Linked DNA regions of Mus musculus: regions 1, 3, 4 and 5 are each linked to region 2. Evidence: chromatin contacts called from public HiChIP or PLAC-seq and promoter capture Hi-C data. All regions are on one chromosome and are shown on one strand. The core of a region is the stretch at or near the end of the contact, and the rest is flanking DNA. Distances in the headings are between cores, read along the strand shown. Region 1 holds the start of Uhrf1bp1 (UHRF1 (ICBP90) binding protein 1). Region 2 holds the start of Grm4 (glutamate receptor, metabotropic 4). Region 3 holds the start of Ip6k3 (inositol hexaphosphate kinase 3). Region 4 holds the start of Itpr3 (inositol 1,4,5-triphosphate receptor 3). Region 5 overlaps Ilrun (inflammation and lipid regulator with UBA-like and NBR1-like domains).

The links. Promoter capture Hi-C pulls out the DNA fragments that hold promoters and counts their contacts. HiChIP or PLAC-seq counts read pairs in DNA pulled down with a chosen protein or histone mark.
Region 1: an H3K4me3 HiChIP or PLAC-seq map of embryonic forebrain shows a contact between it and region 2, with 2.2 times the contacts expected there. The contact joins the promoter of Uhrf1bp1 here to the promoter of Grm4 in region 2. A contact is called at or near these places in 2 of 115 datasets of contacts at active chromatin or transcription factors (astrocytes and embryonic forebrain).
Region 3: a promoter capture Hi-C map of embryonic stem cells shows a contact between it and region 2, with 6 times the contacts expected there. The contact joins the promoter of Ip6k3 here to the promoter of Grm4 in region 2. A contact is called at or near these places in 17 of 39 promoter capture datasets (the C10 cell line, the SN4741 cell line, cranial neural crest and 9 more), 6 of 15 datasets of contacts at CTCF or cohesin (CD8 T cells, the NIH/3T3 cell line, embryonic stem cells and 3 more), 33 of 484 Hi-C or Micro-C datasets (the 63-12 cell line, CD4 T cells, CD8 T cells and 20 more), 27 of 115 datasets of contacts at active chromatin or transcription factors (the 230-238 cell line, SST interneurons, T-cell acute lymphoblastic leukemia and 16 more) and 3 of 9 other capture datasets (adipose tissue, bone marrow-derived macrophages and macrophages).
Region 4: a contact with region 2 is called in an H3K4me3 HiChIP or PLAC-seq map of forebrain, with 7 times the contacts expected there. The contact joins the promoter of Itpr3 here to the promoter of Grm4 in region 2. A contact is called at or near these places in 9 of 39 promoter capture datasets (the C10 cell line, HPC-7-derived erythroid cells, cranial neural crest and 5 more), 1 of 15 datasets of contacts at CTCF or cohesin (large pre-B cells), 5 of 484 Hi-C or Micro-C datasets (CD8 T cells, LSK cells, bone marrow-derived dendritic cells and 2 more), 26 of 115 datasets of contacts at active chromatin or transcription factors (the 230-238 cell line, SST interneurons, T-cell acute lymphoblastic leukemia and 15 more) and 4 of 9 other capture datasets (adipose tissue, embryonic stem cells, liver and 1 more).
Region 5: a promoter capture Hi-C map of the C10 cell line shows a contact between it and region 2, with 2.4 times the contacts expected there. The contact joins the enhancer-like site here to the promoter of Grm4 in region 2. A contact is called at or near these places in 2 of 39 promoter capture datasets (the C10 cell line and pre-B cells), 1 of 15 datasets of contacts at CTCF or cohesin (the NIH/3T3 cell line), 1 of 115 datasets of contacts at active chromatin or transcription factors (pancreatic cancer cells) and 1 of 9 other capture datasets (adipose tissue).

Annotation. Positions count from the first base shown.
Region 1 is chr17:27,852,287-27,857,822 of GRCm38.p6, forward strand. Uhrf1bp1 (UHRF1 (ICBP90) binding protein 1) reads left to right here and starts at 4,221. Exons shown (of 21, transcript NM_001080769.1): 1 at 4,221-4,508. The coding sequence starts at 4,465.
Region 2 is chr17:27,510,216-27,515,695 of GRCm38.p6, forward strand. Grm4 (glutamate receptor, metabotropic 4) reads right to left here and starts at 3,182. Exons shown (of 11, transcript NM_001291045.2): 1 at 2,577-3,182.
Region 3 is chr17:27,163,659-27,169,300 of GRCm38.p6, forward strand. Ip6k3 (inositol hexaphosphate kinase 3) reads right to left here and starts at 4,106. Exons shown (of 6, transcript NM_173027.2): 1 at 3,982-4,106.
Region 4 is chr17:27,055,020-27,060,862 of GRCm38.p6, forward strand. Itpr3 (inositol 1,4,5-triphosphate receptor 3) reads left to right here and starts at 2,285. Exons shown (of 58, transcript NM_080553.3): 1 at 2,285-2,655. The coding sequence starts at 2,567.
Region 5 is chr17:27,798,754-27,804,676 of GRCm38.p6, forward strand. All of the region lies in intron 1 of Ilrun (inflammation and lipid regulator with UBA-like and NBR1-like domains), which reads right to left. Among named protein-coding and RNA genes, the nearest start is that of Ilrun, 19 kb to the right of the region's middle. Within about 2 kb of position 1,453, at least 231 of the 459 cell types and tissues checked have an H3K27ac peak or open chromatin away from gene starts, as enhancers often do. A contact at or near this core is called in the NIH/3T3 cell line, adipose tissue and pancreatic cancer cells, where this site is marked.

The sequences.
Region 1 (5,536 bases), core at 2,971-5,470, 340 kb after region 2:
CTCCCTGGCTTTCCATGTTTAGCTTTTGAGACAGAGTTTTCAAGTGGCCTAAGATGACCTTTGGCTGTTATGGAAGATGAAGTTGATGTCATCATATTTGTCTGGATCTATATAAAGCCAGACTAAGCCTTAGTGCTAGGATTATGGGCATGCAGTGTCATGCCTGACTGGCATATCAAATGTTAAAATTTTCATTTTATATGGTGGTGTCACATACCTCTAATCCCAGCACTCAGGAAACAGAGGCAGGTGAATCTCTGAGTTTGAGACCAGCCTAGTCTATAGAGTGAGATCCAGGACAGCCAGGGCTACACAGAGAAACCCTGTCTCAAAACAACAAGCCTTATATTTTATTTTATTTTTTATTATTACATTAATTTGTATATGTGTGTTTGTGAATGTGTAGGTCAGAAGACAACTTGTGAGAGCCTTATGTCCCCACGATTGAGCTCTGATTACTAGCCATGCCTGTAAATACCCACTTTAGCTATTTACTCCTCTTTCAAATCCCCTTCTTGGCCTTTGGTCATGAGGGTGGGTGTGAGGGGCACAGAGCAAGAAGGGCTCTCATGAGATCAGGCTGGTCTTGACCTCACTGTGTAGCTAAGGCTGACCCTTTTACTTCCCTAGCGCTGGGATGACAGGTGTGTGCTGCCATGGCCAGCCTTCTTGTCAGCTAATGGTGACATCTACAAGATTTGTAAAATGAAATGGGTTCTTTTTCTTAGTTGATCTAACTTGGTGTAGTTAAAATGATCCATGTATCTATGGTTCTTTTTTTTTTTTTTTCTTTTTTCTTTTGGCTGGAGAGACAGCCGTGGGTGCTGGGAACCGAACTCTTATATTTTTGGTTGTGAGCCTAGCCTTTAACAGCTGAGCCATCTCTCCAGCCCTATGGTTTTTTTTTTTTAAATAAAATATTTATTTATTTTATGTATATGAGGACACTGTAGCTGTACAGATGGTTGTAAGCCATCATGTGGTTGCTGGGAATTGAACTCAGGATCTCTGCTCGCTCTGCCCAAAGATTTATTTATTGTTATATGTAAGTACACTATAGCTGTCTTCAGACACACCAGAAGAGGGCGTCAGATCTCATTACAGGTGATTGTGAGCCACAATGTGGTTGCTGGGATTTGAACTCAGGACCACTGGAAGAGCAGTCAGTGCTCTTAACCGCTGAGCCATCTCTCAAGCCCCCGATGTGGTTCTCTTTTGTTTGTTTCCTTTTGTTTGTTTGTTTGTTTGTTTGTTTTTTTCTAGACAGGGTTTCTCTGTGTAGCCCTGGCTGTCCTGGAACTCACTCTGTAGAACAGGCTGGCCTGGAACTCAGAAATCCACCTGCCTCTGCCTCCCAAGTGCTGGGATTAAAGGCGTGCTCCACCACTGCCCAGCCACTGTGGTTCTTAATATTGCCAGCTGTACAGAATCTAGAAGCAGCGTGTGGAAGGTAATAGGCCTAACTAAACCACAACACAGAGAGAATCATTTTGCTGATTTACTACTTTAGGTTTTTTGGTCTCTAGGCCACTTGATTTGGCATTTCTGCCTCAACTCGGTCCAAAAATCCAATTGGCAAAATGGGCAAGCTCATTACTCAGCTGAGTGTTATGTAGTGCATGCCTTTAGTCCTAGCACTCAGAGGCAGAGGTAGGTAGATTGCTGAGTTCGAGGCCAGCCTTCTCTAAAGAGCAAATTCTCAGACAAACAGAAACCCTGTCTGGAAAAAAACAAAACAAACAATTTTTTAGTTTTTTTATGTAACTTATTTTCATTTTATGTTCATTGGCATTTTGCCTGCATGTATATGTGTGAGGGTGTCAGAGGTGGGAATTGAACTCAGGAAGAGCAGCCAGTGCTCTTATTTACCTAGCCATCTCTCCAATTTCCCTTCCATTTTTTCAAGATATGGTCTCCAGGCTGGAGAGATAGCTCAGAGGTAAAGAGCACTGTCTAATCTTCCACAGGTCCTGACTTCAATCCCCAGCAACCACATGGTGGAACATAACCATCTCTAATGGAATCTGATGCCCTCTTCTGGTGTGTATGCAGAAAAATAAAGATACTGGTCACCTGGAACCTGGGTTGTCTTAGAAATGACTATAGAGCTGAGGACAACCTTGAATTCCTAATAGTCTTGCTTCTTCCTCCTAGGTGCTTCCCTCATGCCTGGCTGCTATCCTGAGATGGCATTGTATTATATAGCCCAGGTTGGCCTTGAACTACCTCAGCTCATGAGGACTGGGATTTTAAGAGCATAGTATCAGCTGGGTGTGGCAGCGCACATTTTTAATCCCAGCACTCAGGATTAGGGGCACAGAGGCAGGCCTATCTCTGTGAGTTTTAGGCCAGTCTGGTCTAGAAATTATTTCCAGGATAGCCAGGGCTGCACAGGAAAACCCTGTCTCAACAAGAAAAACTATTGTCCGACAATTTCCACCCCCCCTCCTTCTCAATCCTCTCTTTTTGATTGATTGATTGATTAATTTTGAGACAGGGTTTCTCTGTGTAGCCCTGGCTGTCCTGAAACTCAGTCTGTAGACCAGGCTGGCTTCAGATTCAAGTAGATCCACCTGTTTTTCCACCTCCTGATTGTGGGGACTAAAGGCTTGTGCCATGTTTTTTGTCTCAGTGTTTAAAATTAAAATTAAATCTCAATCTGGAAACATTGCTAGTTATGAATAAAGTTTCAGAAGGAACTTACGACAGCTTGTGAAAGCTCAATGAATGTTAGTTGCAGTGACTAAAACAGTATAGCCAGGTGTGGTGTGAACAGCCACATTTTTTGGCGCTCAGGAGGCAGAGACAGGAGGATGGCTGCCACTTTGGCCACATCCTGGTCTATCTACATAGCAATCCCTGGGCCATCTAGGGCTATATCTGGATACCTTGTCTCAATCTCAACCAAGAGTAAACTTTTTTTTGGTGGTTTTTCGAGACAGGGGTTCTCTTTGTAGCCCTGGCTGTCCTGGAACTCACTTTGTAGACCAGGCTGGCCTCAAACTCAGAAATCCGCCTGCCTTTGCCTCCAGAGTGCTGGGATTAAAGGCTTGCGCCACCACGCTGGGCTCCAAGAGTAAACTTAAAAGACCTGGGGACTGGAGAGATGGCTCCCTGCTAAGTGCTGCTCTAGAGGGCTTAGGTGCAGTGCTCAGCACCCACACCAAGTGGCTCACAACTACTTGTAACTCCAGTGCCAAAGAATCTGACAGCTTCTGGTCTCTGTGGGCACATGACATTCACACTCACATAGGAATGCACAGATAAATAAAAACACTCCGTCTTTGGGGGGCGGTGCGTCTGAGTGGAGTACTTACCTCATTTGCTTGATGTAATTAATTCCTACTCCCGCCAAACTTACCAAGAAAGCAAAACCACACGAAATAGCGAGAATTAAAGACATTGGCTCTCATTTCCATTGCTCCCTTTTCAAAAGGCAGTTAAGTATATTGAGTCATGTACTAATGATCAATAGACATTTAAATTTCCTAAAGGGGGCTTTAAGCAAAGTATGTTGGTTAGGTTTGCTGTGGTTGTTCGGCGTTTTGACCTCAGCAGTTTGTCAGAATGGTGCATTGGGAAATGAGATCCTGCACTGAGCCATTGTCATGCATGGAAACAGGATTCAGCCCTTGCCCCAGTTTTGTAGCTTTGGTCAGATGGTATCTGAGTATCTCCTGGATACAGTGAAGAGTGGAAGGAGCCTCCATCTGTGTTTAATGGAGTGGCCCAAGGCTTGGCGAGCACTTTATCACGGAGGCCTTATGTATTTAGCAGCTTAATAACTGCAGATATTTTTCTTGAAACTGGAAGCATTAAAGGTTAGATTTCTTGGGTCTTTTTTTTTTTTTGTGGTTTTTCGAGACAGCGTTTCTCTGTATAGCCCTGGCTGTCATGGAACTCACTTTGTAGACCAGGCTGGCCTCGAACTCAGAAGAGACAAGGTCTCTTAATGTAACCCTGTCTTGGTAGTCCCCATGTAGACAGGGTTGGTCTCAAGGTCCTATATTTGCTTGCCTCTGGCTCTGGAGAGTTCGGAGTAAAGGCGAATGCCACCATCTACCTTCTGGAAGAGTGAGCCCCGCCTCTGAGCGTGTAAGCCCCGCCCCGCGCAGTTGCCCCGCCCCCTATGCCTCTGAGCTCCCGCCGCCCCGCCCCTCATCCCTTGCGCCTGTGCCGCCGCGCGCGTCCCCGCCCCTCGCCGTGCGCTCTCGCCACGGGGATCCCGGAGGGTGGCGTGCGGTCTGGGTTCTGCTCCGCGGGATCCTGCGGCGCCGCACGGGCGGGTGGGAACGCGGCGGAACTCCTGGCGCTGAGTTAGGGGCGACAGAGAGCCATGGCGGCCACTGTGGCTACGGCAGCCGGTGCCCGCGCCGCGGCGAGGTGAGAGGACGCCTCTTTTCCACAACTGAGGAGGCCACGGCTGCCCGTCTGCCTGCATTCCACGCGGGCCCGGGCTGCAGCATGGCCGGGATCATTAAGAAGCAGATCTTGAAGCATCTGTCCCGGTGAGAGCGCCACCCCGCGTACTCGGTCCTTTTCCGAGCCCTCCGACCTCCCTCCGGCCGCTCTGGGCGAGCGGCTCCCTGCAGGCGCGATTCAACTCTTGCGGGCCGTTGTCGGCGCTGCATTACTCCCTCGCCCGGGCCACCTTCCTCCCCACCCCCGTCGCCGCCTCCTTCCTCGGCGCGGGTCACCCAGCCCTTTCCTGGCCGTACCTTCCAGACCCGCACGGAACCTGGCAGGCCAGCCCTGGAGGCCTCTTCCCGCCTGCCGAGCCGCCCAGCGCCGGTTCATTTCTGGCTTTGCCGCTCCGTGCTGGATTACCCAGGTCCCCTTCGATTGCAGCGCCGACGCCGGCTTTCTCCTTCTGTGAGGCGAGCTCCTCCTCTTCTGTCTGACCCTGTTGCATCACTCTTGAAAAGATATAAACCCTTCACCCGAGGCTGGTCGTCCTTTCGGACCTCCCTCCTTTCTGGGTCCGCTTTCTTCTCCGTACACAGACGGATTGGAGAAAGGTCAGCGGAGGTGGGGGATAAAGTTTCAGCAGCCTTCCCTTTAAGATGCCATGGAGGTTTGTTTGACAGCCAGTGTCCACTTGTGCTTTGTGGCCTCCTGTTAAGCTGTCCTGTCGCTCTGTATTTGGGGCATGACGGGTTAGCTGGCAAGACACTTTTCAGCTATATCTGAAGGACTCCTGGTCTCTGCGTGATGATGCAGCTTGTTAGAATGGGTGGCTGCGAAAATTGGGAGCTAGCTTTGCAGTTGGTTTTCGCTGCTTATTCTAGCTTGGTGATGGTTGTTAATTTAGGTTGTCTCAGAGGCTCTAGTGATCCAGAGTTTGGCAGCACAGTGACTAGTGGTTTTCAAGAGGTGTGTGTGAGTGTTGCCAGTCAACATGGAACACCAGGGCTTGTGTGAGCCTCTGTCCCTGACGTGGTGTCCCCCGTTGCCTGGCTGACATTGGCTTATGTGATCTTAGACATTTATTAGCTAGATTCAGATACCTTGTTTGATTAACTGTTATGTGCATGAC
Region 2 (5,480 bases), core at 1,932-4,431:
CTGTTTGTTGAGATAGGTTGAGAAGCTCACTCACGAGGTGAGGCTGGCTGTGGCTACCTGTCTCTCCCTCACCAGTGCTGGATTACAGCCACACTGCCCCCTCACACAGATGCTAGACCCAAGCTCCGGTCCTGGTGCTCCCTGGATGAACCAGCTTCCAGCTTCCTCTCAGTGCATCTCTGCTGATCCTGGCTGACTAGGGCAGAGCTGACACTCTTGGAAATAAGAGGTCTTATAGAGAGTAACAGGAAGCTGTTGTCTCTACACCAAGCCCCTCTGCTTCTTCTTCGGGTGAGCCTGCTCAGCTGGCAGGTCTTCTGTCAGACCAGGAGCAGGGCTGGGGCCTGGCTGCTGGCTCCCTCACGCCTTCTGCAGGTGGCAGGAGGTGCCATTTCTGCAGAAGTGCAAAGACCTTCCAGTGGTAGGAGCTGACAGCCCAGCTGCCCGGTCCCCAGGCAGGACCTGCCCACTGGAAAGCTGGGTTCCGGGGCCGGGAGGACAGCAGGGTGGGCAGATGTCTTGAGGTGGGTGGTAATTAGGGGCTGCTGCTCCGTGCTTGTAGGGAGAGGACGGGTCTGTCAGCTATAATTACAAGGCTCTGGAGTCCATAGGTTTTGCTCTGTGTCTTCTCACCAGCTGTGGGGCCCTCAGGACAGGGACATTGCCTTCCAGGCTCTTCTGCCCAGCAAACTAGTCACACACAGGCTGACTGCGAAGCTCCCAAGAAGTCACACTTCCAACAGAAGCATGCAGAAGCCACTGACACAGGTCACAGGAGGAGGGGAAGACCAGAGTAGAGGCCAGGCAGGCTATTCAGCTCCTGGCCTATTCAGGGCCTGATCTGGGTGAGCCCTCTCTGAACATGCCAGGAAAACCCACCACTATTCATGAAATGTTCCTGTAGGCTAAACACTGCCAGCTTCCAGGGCAAAGGATCATTTCTGGGGATGGTAGAAGGCAGATGAGAACGGTATCCCCCGCCCCAGGAGGGCGGGCGTGCAACGCAGGGCTGAGCAGAGACTCAGCGCACAGGTCCCAAAGATCCCACCCAAGACAAGAAGCTGACCAAGGCTGGGGGGTTCTTCCAGGAAGCAATCTACTCAGAACCAACACCCACAGCACACTACTGCCTGCCCAGGGCCTGCAAGGGTTCTCTGCGATGGTCTCCCACAACCTCCATGGGAGGCTCTGAGCTTCTACTGGGAGCAGCTCAGGAAAGTTCCCAAGTTCTCAGCTCTTCACCAAAGGCCTGTCACCTCCTCCCATGCACAGGAGACTGAGCCCAGGGGAAAGAGGGCCAAGACCAAGCCACCTGAGAGGTAGGGAGCTGTCAAGTGGCTACCCAGGAAGACAGCTACCCAGGGCTGCTTAGGTGTTAGGCTGAGGTGGAGAGACCCTCTAGCAACACTAGGTGCTTAGCAGGGTCACCCTCAGAGTACTGGCCTTTCTGCCTGCCCTAAGTCCCATCCAGAATCCAGAGTAGAGGGGGTGGAAGGTGGAGGGGTGGGGGTGGCACACACACACCTCCCGCCAGACTCACAGCAAGGGTGGCATCACACTGCCACTATGGCTTGCGGCACCCTAGCCCTGAAAGCCAGTTCAGAGGGTGTCCCCAAAAGCCAGCTTTCTCTCTAGCCAGGGGCAGCCGATTGTGAGACGATCAAGGAGAAGAAACCAGGTACCCCCTGCAGAAAGGATTGTCTGACAACGAGTGTGTCGCTCAGGACCTAGGGGCAGAGGGCGCTCGTCCTTTGGGCTCAGGACTCCCCGCCGCTGTGCCGCTGCCCCAGCTCAGCACAAACAACCACGCAGCGCCGGGTGCGGGGTGCGGGGGCGCAGCGCACAGTCAGGCCTCCACCTCGGCCCCGCCCCCGCGCGGGGAGGGGACACGGTTGCCCGCGGGCTCGGGGAAGCGACCCTGGAGCAGGGACCTCCCCCGCCACACGCGCGCTCACACAGAGCCCTTAGAGACGCTCGGTTCACCAGGGTTTCAGAGAGGGTTCGGTCCCAAGTGTCCAGAGAAAGCCTGACCTCAGGTCCCGGGGCTGCGGAGAGACCCCAGACCTGCAGCGCCACCGCAAACCACGGCGGCGGCTGCAGGCGGGAGGCGCTTCGGCTCCAGCCAGTGGCGAAGGTGGTGCCGGGGCTGGATGCGGTTCTCAGAGCAGGGAGCCTCAACACGGGGCTGGCGCTGCCCTCTGGCCGAGGACCACGGCGCAAAGGCGCACACCGCGCCCCGCGCCCCCACAGCCTAGCCTCTCCGCAGAGGGGACGCGCGGCTGTCACCGTCCCCATCGGGACCAACTCCACCTGTCATCAGTGCAGCCCCGTCACAGCCCCCATCCCACTTTCCCCCAGACCCGCAGACAACACTGCCCCATCCCTGAGGGGGCAGCGGAGGGGCGGCCCCAGCCCGGAGGGAAGCCCCTGTCCCTGGGTCCTGCGCCCTCCTCCTGGAACTAGGGAGAGCTCGCAGAGGCCACCTCCTCAAACGCCGGGGTCCCCGCCGCAGCCCGCGCTCCCGGAGGCCGGAGGGCATCGTCCCCTCCGCCCGTGCCCCTCGGGCCACAACTCACCGCGCATCGGCGAGGTGAACGCCACGGCTAGGGGTCGGCTGCGCCCGGGAAGTGCAGGGAGGCGGCGGCCAGCTCTTAGCTGCTCGCGGTGCCGGGAGCCCGGGCCGCGGCGGGTGGCGCTGACGCTGCGGACCAAACCGGGCGCCGAGCCGCCGGCGGTCCCGGGCGCGGCGGGGAGGAGCTGGCGGCCGCTTTGGCCGGAGCCTCGGAGCAACGAGCGGTGGCGCTCGGCTGCTGCTCCCGGGAAGCTGGAGCTGGGAGCGGCCGCCACGGTGCCCGTGCTGCTGCTGCTGCCGCTGCCGCCGCCGCCGCCGCCGCGGAGCCCGAGAGCGCGGGCGAGGCGGTGCGGGGCGCTGCGTGCGCCGAGGATCGGGGCTGGGGAGCGAGCGCAGCCGGCCGGGGTGCGGGCACCTGACGGCGGCGGCGGCGGCGAGGAGAAAATGGGAGCGTGCGAGCCTAGCACAGGGAGCCGAGCGGCGCGGGAGGGGCGCGAGCGCCGGGAGCGCGGGCCGAGGGCCGAGGGGGCCGCACGGCTCCCGGCGCCCACCGCCCTGCCGCACCGCACGCGCGAGCCCAGCCCGCAAGTTTGCGCCGCGAGTGCGGGGCGAGCGCACCACGCTTCCGCCGGCCTTTTAAAGAGCGAGAGCCCGGGTCCACCCCCACACACCCGCACCTCCACCTCCGGAAGCTGGGACTCGCCACCCCTCCACGCCCTCCCCGCCGGCGGCTCCCGCTCCCTCCGCACCCGGTTGTCGCCCGCTCCCGGAAGCCTCCCCTCTTACACTCCTCCTACCCACCCCCCAATCAGCCCCGTGAGCGCGCCATCTCACTACCCGGGCACCCCAAAGACGCGGCGAAGATCCCTCCTCACCCACACAAGTCGAGGGTCAGGGAACCCAGTTTCCCGTCGCACACCCTGCAAAGTACAGCAGAGCCTAGGGACCCTTAGGGGCGAGCCGTACCCACTCGGTGCGTCACTGGAACCCCCCACCCGCGGGGCCGCTTCTCATAGCCGCGCACACACGTGGCGTGTGCCCCCCTGCGGCATGCTCATTTGCACATTTCTGTCATAGCATGCCAAGGAAGGAAACTGAGGCCCAGAGACGTCAATCCACCTGCCCAGGTCTCACGATCTGTGGAGAGGAGCGCTTTTACCCTGAAGCACTAACACCCCAGAGCCCCCAAAATAGGGGAGCAATTTACACACACACACACCCGATCCACTGAACACGGTGTAACAGGTGGCCTGAACTAGCCCCAAGAAGAGTTCCTCAGCTCAAGAGGTTGGCAGCTCGCTGCCCCCTTCCCCTCGCGTGGGCTTTGATGATCCCGGAAGGGTGCCTTCGAGGCAGGCCTAGAGGAAGGCAGGGACAGACCACGCAATCCTTGAAGAGCTGCAAACAGGCCCAGACTGCAGAAGTGGCTTCCCCGGGAGCCCCAAGAAGTGGCGAGCCTCATCCTGGGTGCTACCGTGCTGGGGAGCCAGGGGAGTGGGTGGCTGCTAACAGCTGGAGAGGGGGCCAGGGCGCAGAGTGCCACCTGGTGTTCACTGTGCCCAGGCCTGAGACACTCCGCCATCCTGACTGCTAGACCCCCTGATTTCCAAAGAACCTAGAGGAATGCTTGGGAGAGTCCAGGACTAGCAAGGCCCGAGCTATCTCTGTCTGCTTCTCTCCCTGATCCCCTACCAATGCAGGCCTCCATCGCCAGCTCTCCAGACCATGAAGGCCAGCGCGGTGACTGTTCACCACCGTTCATGCAGTGCCTGGCCCCGGGCCTGGACCCCATTGAGCTTAGGAGTGTTTGGTGTATGAATAACTGTTGTCAAACTGTGTACTCTTGTTGTTGTCACATGGAATGACCCAAATACATGTCTCCTTTACCAAGTCGGCCCGCGGTTTCTGAGAGAAGTGTGCAGATTGTTCGTTCATCTATGCTTTGTCGTGTGTAACTGACACCACTCACAGCGACAGGGCCATCTCCACGTCCCTGGGTCCTCATCCAGCCCCTGGGTCCTCCTACAAAGCCAGCATAATGGAATTGGGCTGCCTTTCTGGGCTCCTGTAAGTGGGAGCTGCCGCACTTCCCGTACAGAACATAATCCCAGCATCCTTTGGTTGGTTGGATAGATGGAGCTGAAAATTACACGGGCCCTGGTTTATTGAGAACCCAAAGGACCACATCAGACACTCCCTACCCCTGCCCCTCAGTATCGCCTCTACTCTGGCCATAATTATCCCCCACCTCCCACCAGCTGTGTTTCTAAAGGCTGTGTTTTTCAGCGATTAAAAAAAGAAACTGCTGCTGGCAGATGCTGAGCCTGTGGCTGGGCCGGAGAGCCTGTAAGTCCCCAGCCAAGACCTACATCTGCCAGACAGCCATGACACCTCAGACCACTGAAGCCCGGTGTATTCCCCCATCAGCCCTTAGCCATGGGCCCCAGGTGGCCTGACTCCTCATCCAGTTTGCTCTTTGTGCCCATCATGGAGAAGAATGGACAAGCACACATGCCCTCCCCTGGTATCTTCTGCCAGGGAGCCAGCCTCAGTGGAGGAATGATGGCCAGAAGTGACTTCCCAGGAGTCACGCAGTGCCCTGCCTGGACCTGCTTTTCCAAGGTCTCATTCAAACCACTATCTCCTAAGAACCAACTGCAGACCCTGGACCTCAGAGCTGGTTCAGGCTGGATGGAAGGGGGACAGGGCTGGGTCCTCTTTGCTGAGAGCCACTGGATGTGGGGTCCTCAACCTTTGTGAGCATGGAGTTCTCCATCTGTCTGACCTTTGACTGAGTTGAGGGTGCCTCTCAAGATTCCAGAGTGGGTAAAGCCTCGTTCCAATACCCTTTGAAGAGGTGGGGAGGCCACAAGGGCCCATCCCTGAGTCTTCTTGATGCGGAGGAAGG
Region 3 (5,642 bases), core at 2,856-5,355, 350 kb before region 2:
GGCCGTGGCTGATAGATGTGTCTTCAGAGAACATCTATTTCCCAGGAAGGCACCATTTCCAGGCTCTTGGGGCCACGCTCCACACCCCTCGGCCCAGAAACTTATCTCCATACCAATTTCTTTCTTTGAGAAGGGATCTCCCCCGCTTTCCCTCTTAATGTTTAAAATCTCCCAACATTCCCTCAGCTTGAGAACCGAATACAATTTTAATGCCATGATTATGAGTTCGGAAGCCCTTCAGCCACTGACAAATGTACCCAGCAGCTCATGCAATGTTCTGAGCTCGCTGCCGAGACTGGGCGGGCATGGGGAAGGCTGACTGCTAGAGACTATCACCCTAGAAGGGCTCTGCAGAAGCAAGGTTGGGACACTGTTCCTCAGTGGTTCCTGCCCAGCAGGCTTCGCTGTCCCATGGCCTCTAAGCTGCACCCAGGACCTCGGACATTGTTAACGAAGACCTCTGGGCATGACTTGCAGCCCATTCCCCATGTCTGCTGCCTTTCTTTATATAACAGGATTGATCCCTGAATGTGGGCAAGAGGTCTGTGTCCTGGAGACACGGGATTGCCAGAGGCTAGCATGGCGTGTTATGGTAGAGATAGCAACAGATTTCTTTCTGCTGTTGCTTATTTGGGTTTGTTTGGTTTTGTTTTTGAGGCAGGGTCTCCGGGCGAGGCTGGTTTTGAACCCACAGTCTTCCTGATTCTGTTTCATTTTCCTGCTTTTGGGACAGGTACTGTTCAGTGTCCTTGTGATGCCCGAGGGAATGTCTTTTCAGTCTGTTAGAGATGAGAGGACCCAAACCCATTTCAGACGGCGTAGGTGGTAATCAGCTGGGGAGTTTCAGATGCTTGTATTACAGAGTGTGCCACCATGCCCAAGTGATACAGTGCTGAGGACAGGATCCTAGGTTTTCTGAGTATCAGACAAGCTCTCTATCCACTGAACCACACTTCCCAGCCTCCAGCAACAGTTTTAAAGGTAAGAGCACAAGAATTATGCAGAACATGTGTATGTGTGTGCGTGTATGTATATGTGTGTGTAGTTCGTATGTGTGTGGTATATGTGTATGTATGTATACATGTGTGTACACGTGTGTGGTGAGTGTATGTGGTATTTGTGTATGTGTGTTTATGAGTGTGTATGTGTGTATATGTGTATATGGTGTTTGTGGTGTAGTGTGTGTGTCCATGTGTGTATGTGTTTATATGTATGTGCTGTGTGTATGTGTGTGTGTATATGTGTGTGTTTATGTGTATATGTGTGTGTATGTGTGTATATATGTATGTGTGTAGTATGTGTGTCCATGTGTGTTATGTGTCTGTATGTGGTGCATATATGTGTGTGTGTGTGGTGTGTGTATGTGTGTGTGTATGTATCTATGTATGTGTGATGGTGTGTGTTTATGTGTATGTATATGTATGCATGTATGTGTGTGTGGTGTGTGTGTTTGCATGCATGTGTGTATGCTTGCTGTTCTTATGTTCTCTTCCCACCAGAGCACCCTACACTGCCCATTTCTGGAGTGAATCTCTTAGGGAGACTTGCCAGCACACCCTTCCCCGGCAGAGGGCAGCAGTACACGTGTGGATGCCAGGAATATCCAGGAGGGATTAACACTGTCTGAAGACTAAAGCCAGTAGCCCCTCCACAGCTAACAGTCAGTGGGCATATTCTTGGGACACCCTGAGTTTGTCCAGACCTGTCCCAGAGTGCAGAGCCCACAGCTGAAGTTCTCCTGCCCCATCAGGAATGTCTTTAAAAAGCTCTGAAGTCATCAAGACTGGGTCTGTCTCCTCTTATGGCTGCCTCAGTAGAGACAGGGACCGACAGGGGCTGAGAAATGGCTCTGCACACAGGCAGGTGCCCTGGATTGCACAGGAGCAGAATGCCACAGGGCAACGCAGGCCAACACAACACTGTTGCAGACGTATGCCTCACACTCTCACTTCCCCCAGCAGCCTGCAGGTTTCCTTCCGTAACAACCAATGTTCATAAAGTTTATTGCTGTTCCCCGCGGCTGATAGTGAACAAGACAGCAACCATAAGGATTTCTGCCTGGTGAGGATTTATTCAAGTGCCTGTGCAGAGGGGAGGGGCTGCTGCTGGCCCCAGAATGCAGCCAAGAGGAGGCAGAATGCATAGGGGCAGAGGAGGGCTTCTTAGGTTCCTGAGAGAGCATGGTGGGCCTAGATTCAGGGAACCCCCACAGGAGGGACTCCAGCCTCAGACTCCCCATCTGTAAGTACCTTCAATTCAACGGGCATGTGGCAGAGAACCAGAGGATGGAGGCAGGGCCTCTGGAGAGAGAATCAGAGGGTGGAGGCAGGGCCTCTGGAGAGAGAACCAGAGGGTGGAGGCAGGGCCTCTGGAGAGAGAACCAGAGGGTGGAGGCAGGGCCTCTGGAGAGAGAACCAGAGGGTGGAGGCAGGGCCTCTGGAGAGAGAACCAGAGGGTGGAGGCAGGGCCTCTGGAGAGAGAACCAGAGGGTGGAGGCAGGGCCTCTGGAGAGAGAACCAGAGGGTGGAGGCAGGGCCTCTGGAGAGAGAACCAGAGGGTGGAGGCAGGACCTCTGGAGAGAGAACCAGAGGGTAGAGGCAGGGCCTCTGGAGAGAGAATCAGAGGGTGGAGGTAGGGCCTCTGGAGAGAGAACCAGAGGGTGGAGGCAGGGTCTCTGGAAACTGAGAGGAATCTTAAAAGTAGGACTGGCTCTTGGTCTAACACAGCTTTAATCAGATGAATCCCTCCTGATCCAGGGGCAGATGTGGCCCATGTCAGAAGGATCATGACCCTGGGGTTCTGTCAGGACTGAGTGAGGTGTGCTGTGAGACCTGAGCCTCTCATAAATGACTTCGGATTCCTGATGTCTCATGGGTAGTTTCTGAAGGAAGTGTGGCAAGACACAGAAAGAATGCATGGAGTCCGGTATGGGCTACACGAGCATGCCTGGCAGCATCCTCTCCATTTTCCCATAAGGTCTTTCAAGAGGAAAAATTAAACCGCAGAGCTAAGCTAGGCATGGCGGTGCACACACATAGCCCTGGAGCTTGGAAGCAGAGGCGCGAACATGTAGGATTCAAGGCTAGACTTGGCTATAATGGCAAATTCAAGGCCAGCCTGGATTACATGAGACCTTATTTCAAAGGAGTGGGGCTGCGTCCCCCTCCCATACCTCCATGTATAATCCTGAGATCATAGAAATGGCTCAGATTCAGGTCTCGGGGGCCACTGAAGACCCTGCAGGCGTGGGGTCTCCAAGATTCTGCCTCTGTCTAGGGCAGCAGAGGTCATTAGCCTTGGTTCATGTCTCCTATGAATGTCTCTCAGTGACTTCCCTCGGCCACCTAACCTTCTCCAGGGTGTCCCTGCACCCAGGCCCTAAGATACCACCCACAGGTACTGATGTCACCCGACCCCGTGGTCTCATCAGGAGGAAGGGTGGGGCTGATGGGACAGGACATGCTGATCCCTGGCTCCAAAGTGTGGAGGGAGGACTCTCCTCGGATGCCTGCCTCTGGGAAGGTTTAACCCAGTCTGAAGGAACGTGGCTGCCTCCAGCCCTTCACCCATAATCCATAGCCACTGCTGTAGACCTGGCTTGCCCACTTGTGGGTCAGGGGGAGCACATTAGTGCAGGCTGAAAGAGGGAGAGGGGGTCATGCTAAGGGGACAGGAAGAAATGGGACATGGACATATGCCCATATCTCTAAATTGCTGCCTGTCCCAGCCCCTGCACACCCCAGCCTGCACAAGCATGCACACACACACACACACACACACACACACGCACGCACAGGTAAATTCCAAGTCACAGGCACCTCCAACAGGCCTATATCCCCTATGACTCCCAACCAGTCTGTAGGGAAGCTACCCCACCATGGGAGCTGGCCTATGGCCTTGACACCCTCTGTCCCTCACCCTGGAACCATCCAGGGCTCAGTAAGATGGTTCTTCCCCATCCTACATCAAGGTTGCACTCACCAGAGCCTCTTTCTGGGGGGTATCAGGGAGTGTGCAGTAGGGGCTCTTGTCTCTCAGTGCCCTCCTCTGTCTGCAAGCACAGGAAAAGGTCTGGCCCAGCTCAGTTCTCCCGCTGGGGCCCGGGTGGAGTTTCCCGTCCAGATCTAGGCTGTCAGTGGCCTGGGTAAGGGAAACCACCTGACCCTCTAGGCCTGAATGCCCAGCTGTCAGCTGGTATCCACAGCTCTGGAGTGGGGCCAGGGGTCTGGGAGGGAGGGGAAAGAGGAGAGAGGAAAGACGAGGAAGGTGGGCAGGGACTAGGAAGAAGGGGAAAATTTGGGGGAGTAGGAGAAGGTAGGAAAGAGAATTCAGCTCAGCTATCTTGAAGTGTGACTGGTTCTGAAGTCTAGGTACTAATTGCTACAGAGTCCCCAATTATTTATTTAAAAAATCATTTTATATGTGTGTGTGTGTGTATAGATACACACATATAGATAGATAGATAGATAAATACATACATACATACATACATACATATCTGTGTGCATGCATGTGTAAGGGCACACACATGCCATGCCATTCCTGTGGAGGTTAGAGTATAACTTGTAGGCATGGGTTCTCTTCCCCATGTGGGTTTCAGGAATTGAAGTCCAGGGTCAGGCCTGACGACGTGTGCCCTTACCTGATGAAATCCTCTCATCACTTGTCCTTTATGTAATGCTAGGGTAGGACCCAAGGTCTCACACAGAGAGAGTCTGCAGTCTGTAGTGGCTATTCCTGGTCGTCAACTTGACCATATCTAGAATGAACTACAATCCAGAAATGGAGGGCTCACCTATGATCCAGATCTTGAAGCTGGAAGACACAGGCTTCTGACCTGGATCTTAGCATGGAGATCGTGAGGCATAGTGGCTATGAAAAGTTTAGGCCTAGGCAAGGTAATACATTCCTTTAATCCCAGGAGATTAAGGCAAAGAGTTCTCTGAGTTCAAGGTCAGCCTGGGACAAATCAAATCCCAGATCTGGGCCACGCCTTCTGCGGGAAGTCTAATAAGGACATGGGAAGAAGGAAGACTCTCTTTTTCACCTGCACTTACTTGCCAGCACATCTGTCGGAACCTACATCTACAGAAGACCATCGGAAACAACTAGCCTCATGGGACTGAGCAACCACTAGATTCTTGGACTTCCCACCCACAGCTGCCCATTGTTGGGGAGTTAGACTACAGACTGTAGGTCATCATAACAAATTCCCTCAATATAGAAGTCATTCCATAAGTTCTGGGACTCTAGAGAATCCTGGCTAATACACAGCCCTACTAAGCACTTGCAGACCTACTGATCCCACCTCAACCTTCTCTGTTTTCTTTTCTATCCCTGCTCAGAAGGAAGGACAAGGCTGGGCTAGGCCATGTCCTCTCTTTCACCTGGCACCCCCACCCACTCCCAGCTACCTCAGGTGGCTCGCCACGAGTTGTGGATGCTCAGAAGATCTCAGGTCCAGAGTAAGGCCATCCATCCCTCTGTCAATCCAAAAGTGCTTCCCGGTAAGCACTGTTGGAGGCCCGGGGGTACCAGACTCTCCCAACAGAGGACCCTGTCAGAACAGAGAGAGGCTCAGTCAAATGGAGGGAGCTCAGATTGGACCTGGGAAGTGATCTCCTGACACCAGAAGGAGGAAA
Region 4 (5,843 bases), core at 1,035-3,534, 460 kb before region 2:
GGGCAATGCCACCCCTGGGAAGGTGGGACTGGGTTGTAAAAGAAAACAGACTGAGCAAGCCAGTAGGCGGCTTCCTCCGTGGTCTTGGTCTTTGCTTCAGCTCCTGCTGCCCGGCTCCTGCCTAGGCAGTCCTATGATCAACTGGAACCTTCGAGCCAAATAAATCCTCTCCTCCCAAAATCGACTCTTTTTTTTTTTTTTTTCGAGAGAAGGCTTCTCTGTATAGCCCTGGCTGTCCTGGAACTCACTTTGTAGACCAGGCTGGCCTTGAACTCAGAAATCCTCCTGCCTCTGCCTCCGCCTCCCAAGTGCTGGGATTAAAGGCGTGCACCACCACGCCCGGCTCCCAGATCGCTTCTTGATAATGGTGTTTTATCACAGCTATTGAGAGCAAAGGAGGACTATACATTTTTTTTAGGGTTGGGGATGTCACTCAGTTGGTAGGAGTTCACTTGATCCATGTTCTTGGGGGTCTTTAAGGACTTTGGTTTATTTATTTTATGTGTGTGGGTGCTTTGCTTGCTTGTATATCTGGCACCAGGAATGTCCCCAGTGCCTGCAGAGGAATTACAGATGCTTGTGAGCTGCCACGTGGGTGCTGGGAATCAAATCCCTGCTCTCTGGAAGAGAAGCCAGTGCTCTTAACTGCTGAGCCACCTCTTCAGGCCCTTTTTTTAAAAGATTTATTTATTTATTATATGTAAGTACACTGTAGCTGTCTTCAGACACTCCAGAAGAGGGCGTCAGATCTTGTTACAGATGGTTGTGAGCCACCATGTGGTTGCTGGGATTTGAACTCCGGACCTTTGGAAGAGCAGTCGGGTGCTCTTACCCACTGAGCCATCTCACCAGCCCCTGTTTTGATTTTTTAAATTAATTAATTAATTTTTATTTTATGTGCATTGATGTTTTACCTGCATGTATATCTGTGTGAGACCATCAGACCTCCTGGAACTGGAGTTACAGACAGTTGTGAGTTGCCATGTGGGTGGTGGGAATTGAACTTGGATCCTCTGGAAGTGTAGGCAATGCTCTTAACCACTCAGCCATCTCTCCAGCCCATTCTTACATTTATTTGAGGCAGACTCTCACGTGCCCTAGGTAAACCTCGAACTTACTATGCGACCTTTAACTCCCAGTCCTCCTGCCTCTACTTCCCCATTAAAGGCTTGGCTAACCACTACCACCAGTTCTAAGGGTCTTGGTAAAAATCCCCTGCACTCAAGAACTCTCGGTGCAGGTCAGCAGCTGTCTCACGGCTGGCGGCTGTCTCCACCCCTCCTGGGTCTCTTCCTGCTTCTGTCTCCAGTCCCCTCCTCCTTTTCTCCCAGGGACAAACGCCCCCATCCCCGCCCCTCAGGAAATAAGGGGGGCTGGGTGGGAGGGAGCAAACGTGACCAAAGGGGGTGGTGGTGGCGCATTCTTATCTCAGGAGTTCAAACCAAAGCTCTAGGAGGAAGCAAACGCCCAGCCTCCGTGGCGCAGAACAGAAAGTAGTCAACTTGGCGATGAGTTTGAGGGCTGAACTTTGTGAGCAAGGGCCCGCTACGAGAACTTGTTTCAGTGGGCGCTGGGGTGCACTATTAACTAGAGGAGGTAATGCTCTCCCCCTCCCAGTATTATTTATTTATTTTAAAGCAAAGACAGAAGGAGCCAAGAGAAACTGGAGCCAATTCCTCCTGGAGAGGGAGCGGCTGAACTGATTCGGAAGTTGGATCTCTTTGTACACAGGAATGTGGGGAGAAAGAGAGTGAGAGAGAGAAACCCCAACAAGGACAATTAAAAAACAAAAAACAAAAAAAAACCCAAACCCACCCCATTGCTTCATTTCCCCTCCAAGTCAAAGCACTTTCTATTGTGCAATGAAAAGACTTTTCATGTTGAGAGAAATGAATCCTGATTTGCAACGCTAAGGGCTTGAGCGCGCATCCAGGCGCAAGACGGTTCTCAGCTGGGCGCGGTTGCCGCAGGGTGACCGTGGCCAAGTTCCCGGTGTGCTCAGCCACGCGTGGGCCGCAGGCTAGGCGAGCTGGGGATCTCCGAGGGTGGAGAGCCCCGAAGTGCAGCGCGGTGCTGGTGGACAAGCCGTCTAGAGAACGCCCTAGAGCCTGGGGGTCGTCCGGTGGCAAGCTGGGCGCTTTAGGGGGTGCAGGCGTGCACGCGCGCGGTGTAGAAGAGGCCGAGCCTGGGGCGCGGGTGCACGTGGGAGCCGCGGCGGGGGCGGGGTGGGGTGTGGCCTCCCCGCCTCCCAGGCGGGATTTGCATGTGTGTGGCGGCCCCAGACTTCCTGCTCCTTCCAGGCTGCAGGTACGCGCGGGCCCGGCCGGGCTGGAGGGCTGCGAGCGCGCAGAGACGCAGGCACCTCCTCACCCGGACCCGGGTCGCGCCGCGCCTCCTCGCTCTCTGGTGGCAGTCAGCCTACTCCTGCCGTCCCGATCGTCCGGGTCGCCGGGCTGCGAGGTGGCACTGCGCCCCTCTCCGCCCAGCGCGCCTCAGTCCTCTGCACCGAGCCTGGCAGCTCGCTTCAGGGCGACCTCGTCGCCTCGAGCCCCGGAGGGCCGAAGCCATGAATGAAATGTCCAGCTTTCTTCACATCGGGGACATTGTGTCCCTGTACGCCGAGGGCTCTGTCAATGGCTTCATCAGCACTTTGGGGTGAGTGAGCCTAGGGCAAAGAGAGGGGCATCGGGACCACGGTACCAGCTGCTTGTTTGCCAATGTTCAGTCCCCTGAGCCCTTGATAGAGGCTTGCTTGGACAGCCCAGTCTCCAGAAGCGAAGGGACGCTGGCACCCCTCTCTTAGAGAAAGGAAGTGCGTTGTTTGCTCAGGTAGTAGTCGGGTGCCCTGGGGAGTTCTAGAAGGCGTCAGCGCCCACGAAGCCCGCCACTTCTGGCACACTCTTTTTCTTAACTCATGGCTGAGGGGTTCGGACTTCCTCTGCAAGTGGTCCTCGGGTTATGCAGGTGGCTGGGGCCTGAGTTGGAGAGGGCCTGGGTGTTCTTGTTTGGGATTCGGGGTGGGGTGCTAGGGTTGGCTCAGCCTGAAGCCTGGCACTCACCTCTATAGCCCCATCTTGAATCGGTTTATTTAATTATTTAATTAATCATTTAATTTATTTATTTGGAGAGGTAGCATCTTTTCACTCTCCTTGTGCCCCATCTCCTCTTCAGAGTGTTTTCTTTACCCTCCCTGTCCAGGCAGTCCAGGTCTTGGCCAGCTGGCCCCCCTCTCACCGCCACCCCCTCCTTGTCAATTTCCTGTGTAGCTACTCTGGCGCCCCTGGGTCCCTGGTCCCAGGTTCTCTAGAGCACTTTACAAACATTAATTAATTCTGGCTGTCACCCCCCGGGGTCTGGGCTGGATAAGCAGGGAATTGATTCCATCCCATGCTGGTGCCAGGCCGGTAGCTGGGAGAGGTTAGAATCCCAGTATCTTTTTGGATAGACCCTGAGCACCTCGTTGCTGCAGGGATGGAGGAAGCGCACAAGCCCGGATCTGGTCTTTCTGTCCCATTTTCGGGCAGGTGGGGTGGTAGTGGCTAATGTTCTGGTATCTCACGTTGTCAGCACCATCCAGCTGCTGGCAGGGTGACTCCTCTCTGGGGGCTTTGGAAGTGTGTCAGGAATTCTTTCAAAGTTAGCCCTGCAGGTGGGAGGCTCCTGGCTCCCTTGCTCTCTCCTCTTGGTGGTTGAAATTCAATGTGCTGTAGGGAGGAGAAACCTCCAGGGCCTCTCTGCCTGAGGAGGCTGAGATGGGAGTTCCAGCATCCCTCTCTTCTCCAAGCATCCTCCAGGCTCTCCTACACACCTCCCGGGTCAGATGGAAATTTCTACACACACATCTCCCCATCAGATTTCTCTTCTGAAGTTGCCCAGAGTTGAGGCGTGGAGCCTCGTCTGGGCCAGCATCTTTGCAGGCCTGGCTCAGAGCCCTGCCAGGCAGGGCCCTTCTTGGGGAGCTACAGGGGAACTGCGCAGTCAGCACTAAACATGCTGTCTTGGGATGGGGTGTGTGTTGGGGAGGGAGTGGCAAAGCCAAAGGTGGGAGCCCAGACTCCCCCCAACTCTGCAGATTCTCAGAAGTAGTCACATTTTGTTGATGTGTCTGGCTCAGGGCTGAACACAGGGTAGATGCTATTTAATCACCTTGAGGATTGACAGAGCCAAGGATCTAAGGTCCCTTTTCCTGTCCCCAGGCAGCCTCCATTGTCTGGGAATCCCTCTGCTGGCGCTTTCTCTCTCTCTCTCTCTCTCTCTCATGTATATGTGTTTTGCAGGCATGTATGTCTGTGTACCATGTTGGTGCTGCGTGGCTTTAGAGGCCAGAGAGTGCATTGGCTCTCCCGAGACTGCAGTTATAGAAGGGTGTGAGCCACCTTGTGGGTGTTGGGGATGAACCCAGGTCCTGTGCTAGAGAGGCCGATGCTCTAAAGCACCGATCCACGTCTCCAGCTCCCTGTTCTCAGGACACTTTCTTCCTCTTGGTCCTTCCTGCCTCAGGAGCTGCTATTTTTAGTCCACCTGGACCTCAGGGCAGATCTCAGGGACATCTGAGAGCCCTTGACCCCAGGCTACCCCTTCCTATGTACCAACCCCACTCCCCCTCGAAAACTGGCAGGTGCTTTCCCAGCCTGGTCCCAGCGTGCAGGCCTCGACCTCATCTTTGTTCACCTCATTTTCTCACACACCAAAAGTTCAGGTGTGCTTCCTGGAGCCTCCCCCTGCTCTCTTTACCTTTGCTCCCCTGTGACTCCCTGAGTAAATCTGCCCCACCCCCTGAGACCTGGCCCCAAGTAGCCTCTTTTGAAAGAGCTGAGACCCCACCTTCCAGGGCAGAATTAATCCTGTTTTGGTTTTTTGTTTTCTGTGACCATTTTTTTTTTCAAACTCTTCTTTGGTGCAAACCAGGCTCTGTGGGCTCCCTGTAGGCCCAGCTAATGCTGCACACTTGCAGAGTTGATGAACTAGCTGTGCCCATCCTATAGTCAGAGTTGACCATGGAGGCTGCACTGTATGGGGGATGTGTGGGCGTGGGCTTCCTGCTTCTTGCTTAGAGCCGATGAAGAGGGATTGACAGTTCGTTTACCGTGTCCCTTAGGAATTCTGTAGATCCTGTGGAGTGGGGTCTGTAATCCCAGCACTTGGGAGGCAGTGGCTGGTGGATCACTAATTGAAGGGCAAAATTGAAGGGTAGCCTCTGCTATATAAGGAGTTGAAGGTTAGCCTGGGCTACAAAGGTACTTGTCTTCACATAGTCTAAGAGACTGCATACTCAATCTGACTGAACCAAAATCTCCATGCTTCTGTTTCCTTTCTGCAGAGCTGGGAGCGGGACCCTGGTTTGAGGCATGCTAACCGTACACATAGGTACGGTTCCTGTGCACTGTCTCTGAGCTATACCCTCAGCCTTCAATGCTGCATTATCATTACAGTCCCCAGGGCCAGGAGCATGGCTCTATGAGTCTCTGCTCTTCTTACTCACGTCTGTCTTGCCCCTCACCCTTAACTCTGCTCCTGCAGCCTTTCCTGGGGCTGTTGGTGCCCAGGGTCGTGAACTCTGGGCCTGATGTGGTGGAGCGTCTGGCCTGTCTTGGTGCCCAGTGTCTGGCATTCAGTTAGAGAATTTGTTGAAGACAGGCAGCCTTAGTGGGCAGAAGGCTTGTCCAGCTGGGGAGATTGGAAGGGGGCTCTGGTTGAGTTGGGAGGTGTAGCAGCTTGAGGCTTGAAGCCAGAGCACTTAAGGAGACAGACAGTCAAAGCCTCTCAGGTAATTAGAGGTCCCGTGAAGATTGTATATTAACTGGGTTGGGAGGCTGGGAGGGGTCTGGGGAGTGAATCTAGCA
Region 5 (5,923 bases), core at 203-2,702, 290 kb after region 2:
AAAATACCCATACACATTAGAAAACATAAGAACTGAAACTACAAGCTGGGCATTGTGCTGCATGTCTGTAAGCTCAATACACGAGAAGCAGAGACAGAAGGAGCAGGAGTTTTAAAAGGCCAGCCTCTGTTACATATCGAGTTCAAGATTATTAACCAGGGCCACATGAGACCCTGCCTGCTCTCAGGTACAGGGAAATTTAGATCAACTAAAGCAAAAGGAAACATCTAGTCAGACATGGGAGTTGATGTCTGTAGTCGCAGTACTCAAAAGGCTATGGTAGGGGGACTGTCAGGAGTTTGGGGCCAGCCTGGGCTACACAGTAAGTTCTAGGTTACTAGACTGAGCTACAATATGAGACACCAGTCCCCCAAAAGCAGAGAGGATATGAAGGGGATTGGTAAGATGGCTCACTAGGTAAAGGCATTTGGTGCCAGGCCTGACAATGTGCTAGCCACTACAACCTGACTAACAGAAGGAGAGGCCTGCCTGCCTCCTGACAAGCACTCCTTTGACTGCCACATGAGCTGTGGCTACTATGTAGTCACACACATGCACACAGTAAATGCAGAGGGCAGGGATGGAAAAGAAAAGAGAGAAAAATCTACAGAGTTAAAAAAAATGCTTTTCGGGGCTGGCAAGATGGCTCAGCAGGTAAGAGCACTGACTGCTCTTCTAAAGGTCCTGAGTTCAAATCCCAGCAACCACATGGTGGCTCACAACCACCCATAATGAGATCTGACACCTCTTCTGGTGTGTCTGGAGACAGCAACAGTGTATGTATATATAATAATAAATAAATCTTTAAAAAAAAATGCTTTTCTTGGGCAGAGGGAACAGCTCAGGGGTAGTGTTGAGTATACACACAGCCATAGTCTTAACCCCAGTAGTGAAACACACACACACACACACACACAAAAGAAAAAAAGAAAAGAAAAGAAAAAAGAAAAACACCAGGCCACTAAGCATAAAACACTCATTCTAATGACATAGTGTGCAACTGTAAGGAGGACCACAGCCTGGCAGGATTAGCCCTGTGGAGCCCCTATGCTGTGGAACATATGCTCTACCCCCAGTGTGGCCGTCCTCTGCTCTCGGACACACACACCAAGGCACACTGCAAAGGGAAATCCAATTAGTTAGCAGCAGATCTGCTCTGGCCAGGCCTCCTGTCTGCTTTCACTCGGGTAGCACTCGAGTCTGAGGAGAACAAGGCCCAAGGCAGGAAGGCACTCCTCCTTCCTGTGAAGATGGAAGTGCTCCGGAAGCAGGGGTCCCCAGAAGGACCCTGTAATCTGCCTCAGTCAGTCCAGGTTCAAGCTGCTAAGTATTAAGATGAATTTGCAGATGGAAGCCACATTGTTACAGGAACTTATTGCAATGCAAACCTCTGAGGCGAAGTCTGAGGGCGGTGCTGTGTATGTGCACTGCACTGTGTACTCAGGAGGACAAAGGCAGACTGTGCATGTAACCTGAGGCTGCACTCTGCTGAGTCACTTCCGTCACACACCTCGGGGTCCAACAACTCACGTTTCGGTCAAAAGAGCAGGTTTAGAATAACTCCTTGTTTTGGTCGCTGGATTTAATTTCCTGAAATGATTTACAATCGCTGTATCTATGGTAACTACAGTTTCTGGAAATTCTGAGCCACTGTGAGGAGACAATGTGGATTGCCCCAAACACCACAGGATGACCGCACAAAGCATGTCCAGACACAGCGCTCCTTACACACGGTTCTGGTTTGTCATGAAACTCAGATAGTGAGTTATGGTATGAGCAGATAAATCTGCAACTAAGCAGAATTTCAAACTGATTTGATCCTAAGACTGTCAAAGAGGTGTTTCTTGGTTTAAAAAATACAAAGGTTTGATTTTTTTAAAGTTGCCAAAAAGTATCTGAATACACAATTTATCCTATAATTTAGCTGTTATTGCTGTAAAAATTAGGAAATATAATAAAGGCAGAATTTATGGGCTTTGCTAAGAAATATCATATACCTTTTACAATCTCTTTGATTAAATGTTTCTGTTGTGTCTAAGAATTCCTGCCTGTGAGATCTTGGGACACTGTGCTTCCCATAGGGACCAGCCTCAAAGTGGCTTAGTTTCATTTCCCCTGAGGAACGTGCCGGCTGGCCATGCCATCTCTGGAGATGATATGAAAGCAAGCTCTGGCATACACATGTCCACATAAGAGAACATCCACAGAGGAAGTAACCAACCGTATGCTTGTCTCCAAGCTTTAAAAAGGTAAGTTCTATAGTGTGCAACACACCCAACGCTAGCTACTACACTAACAAACCCGGAGCAGGCCACTCACCTCAGCTGCAAGTGCAACCTGAAGTCAGTGGATATTGGCCACTGCACGGTGGTTATGAAACAAGTAACTTTAAAAAGCTACATACAGGCAGGGCGTAGGGGTGCAGGTCTTTAATCCCAGCACTCGGGAGGGACTGGCAGGAGGATGTCTGTGAATCTGAGTACAGCCTGGTTTACACAGCAAGCTATAGACTAGCCAGTACTACATAAAGACTGTCTCAAAAAAAAAAAATAAATAAATAAAAACATAAAAAAAACCAAAAAAACAAAACCCAAAGTTCCATACAGGGCTGGATAGAAGAATATTTACTGATCTTGCAAAGAAACCTGGGTTCAATTCCCCACACCCACAAGTTCAGTCTGTAACTTCAGTTCCAAAGACTCCAACACCCTCTTCTGGCTTCCTAGAGTACTGCATGCATATGATGCACAGACATACATGCACACAAACATTATATATGAGACAATCACAACCATAGAACCACATACCCTCTACTGGCCTCCACAGCCCTGGCACTGTGTGCACACATCAACAAGGACACACGCACATGTACATACATACACACACACACACACACACACACACACACACACGGACCATAAAGATGGCTTAGCAAGTGCCAGCATCTGTTCCAACCACGGCGGCCTGAGTACAAGGTGGGAGAGGAGAGGCAGGCTGTCCTCTGACTCCACATAACAGCCTTGATACACGTGCACAAACAAATATACACACAAAAGAAATAAATGGAATAAAACAAAAAAAAATAAAAGCTATATACTAGATCGAGGGAGACATACTGGATAAATTATATGCTATCACCTTAGCAGCCTGAGCTTGGTCCCTAGGTCCTACAGGGGACCTAGGAACCAAGTTGTCCCTGACCACCATAAATATGCCATGGTATGCCATCCAACAGTTTTTCCCTAGAAATAAAGGTTATGGTATTATAGGTTGGTTCAATCTCAGCACTGCAAATGCAACAAACAACAGCTCTTGCAAAGGTCTACTGCATACTCGAGTTCCGTTAACATCTTCATACCCTAGGCATCACATGCTTTAGACAAGCATTGAGGGCTCAGACGTGTAAAACGACTCAAACATTTTTTTATGCATTTCAGAATAAATGGGCTTTGAAAAATTACTTTTCTTCCTTTAAAGCAAGGACTCACTAAATGCAGTGCCGGGCACTTCTGTAGCTCAGGCAGGCCTTGGGACCCAACTGTGTCAGCCGGGACTGTAGCTCTGACTGCCAATCTAGGAGTCCTTATCATTTTATGACTAGCTTAGGTTGCACAGGTGATACCTGTGATCCAGCACACCAGAGGCTGAAACAGGAGAAGCTGTACCACTGTGGTGCCAGACTGGGCCAGCATGGGCTAGAGGGAGACCTTGCTAAAACAAAGCAGCCCAGAATGTAGGCAGTCTATGCTGCAAGCCCATCACTTAGGAGGGAACTCAGGGGCTGGAGAGATGGCTCAGCAGTTAAGAGCACTGACTGCTCTTCCAGAGGTCCTGAGTTCAATTCCCAGCAACCACATAGTGGCTTACAACCATCTGTAAAAGGGATCAGATCCGATGCCCTCTTCTGGTATGTCTGAAGACAGTGTACTCACATATATGAAATAAATAAATCTTTATTAAAAAAAAAAAGAAAAAGAAAAGGATATTGTCTAAAAAAAAAAAAGAGGTGAACTCAGCTCACTCAGGAGTTCACAGCTTGTACAACACAAGGAAGGGAAGAGGGGAGGAAGACTGGCACAAAGTTAAACAAGGAGAGGAAGGAAAAGGAGGAGAGGGGGAGGAAGAACAAAGCAGAGGGTAAAACCTTAATTTCACAGCAGGAGTGGTGGTGCACACCTATAATTCAAGGAGGATCAATGAATTGGAGGTCAGCCTGAGCTAATTACGAGATACCTTCTCTTAAAAACCTGTCACTGAGCCAGGCAGTGGTGGGAGGCAGAGGCAGGCAGATTTCTGAGTTCAAGGCCTACAAAGTGAGTTCCAGAGACAGCTAGGGCTACACAGAGAAACCCCCATCTCGAAAAACAAAAAACAAACAAAAAGAATCTGTTGCCATTTACTCCAAAAGGAGAATTAACTGTACCTTTAGAGAATGCTAGTTTTACCATAAATTGACGAGGTACAGTCATTTGAGGGGAGGGGAACTCAACTGAGAAAATGCCTCTATAGAACTGGACTGTGGGCAGGCCTAGAGGATATTTTCTTAATGACTGATGTAGGAGGACTCAGCCCATTGTGACCCAGGGTGGGGTCATCCCTGGGCTGGTGGTCCTGGATTCTACAAGAAAGCAGGCTGAGCAAGCCACAGTGAGCAAGTCAGTAAGCAGCCTCCTCAACGGCTTCTGCATCAGCTCCTGCCCCAGCCAGGCTCCTGACCTGCTGCTCTGATGATGAACTGGAAATATACAGAAATGTGAGGGAACACTCTTTCCTCCCTAAGTTGACTTTTAGTCACGATGTTTCATCACAAAAACTAGTCCTATCCCTACTTCAGACTGCAACTAACAAAAGAAGAAGAAAGAACCTTCGTGCAACCATCTTGTAAGGAGTTCAGGCTCACCCGTGGATCCTGTGGGCGACAGACTGCTGCGGCTCACACAGCATTTGGTGTACTGGAAGACAAACTGCTAGCCATTGTTTCTAACAAAACAAGAAAACCATGGCTTAATCTAAATCTAATTACGATGCTACACTTGTCAACAATGTCGGCACTCAGAGGCAGCAAGCTTAAACTCTACATACAGGTTTTTAAAAAAAAAAAAAAGTCTCAGGGCTGGAGACCACAGTCAGTGATTAAAGCACTAGTCACTGTTCAGGGACCCAAGGTCGATTCCCAGTACCCACGTGGTGGTTTCACAATCCTCTGTAACTCCAGACCCAGAGATCTGATGCCCTCTTCTGGCCTCCTTGGGCTGCAGGCATGCATGTACACACAACATAGGTGGGCAAAATGCACAAAATAAAACATTTTAGAAAGTCCTAAATTAAAGATTAATTAAAGGGACTGAATACCCTCTTCTGGCCTCCAAGTGTCCCAGGTACACACATACATGGTGCACAGACACACACACACACACAAAGAACATGATAAGCAAATATACCTGGGACTCTTTCAGAGAGGGGCTACCATGTAGCTCAGGCTGTTTTGGAACCCCTGCTTCAGCGTGAGACTCTTGAAGAAACTTACAGGTTTAAAAACAAACATTCCAGTCCACTCCTGGAACCCCAGTTTCATGCTGCTGAAGGATGCTCTTAAGTCTAAGGCAGCCTAGAGTGCACAATAAACTCAAGGCCTGCCCAGACCACAAAGGCTGCATATCAAAAAACCCCAAACTCTCCAGGCAGATGTATCAGCAGGCGCTCTAGGAACAGGCAGGACCTGGGAATCCATGTGCACGTCCTTGGTGCTGACAGCGATCTGCACTTAGGTAGAAAGATGTCCTTGTTTTCACTGCGGGGCTTAGGGGTGGACTGTAGGCTGCCTGAGACTCATCACAGACGGTCTGTAAGACTTCCTTGCAGTTCATGGGATATCGGGCAGTAGCAGCTCTTCAACAGTCTGACAGTTTTCAAAGCCTGCACC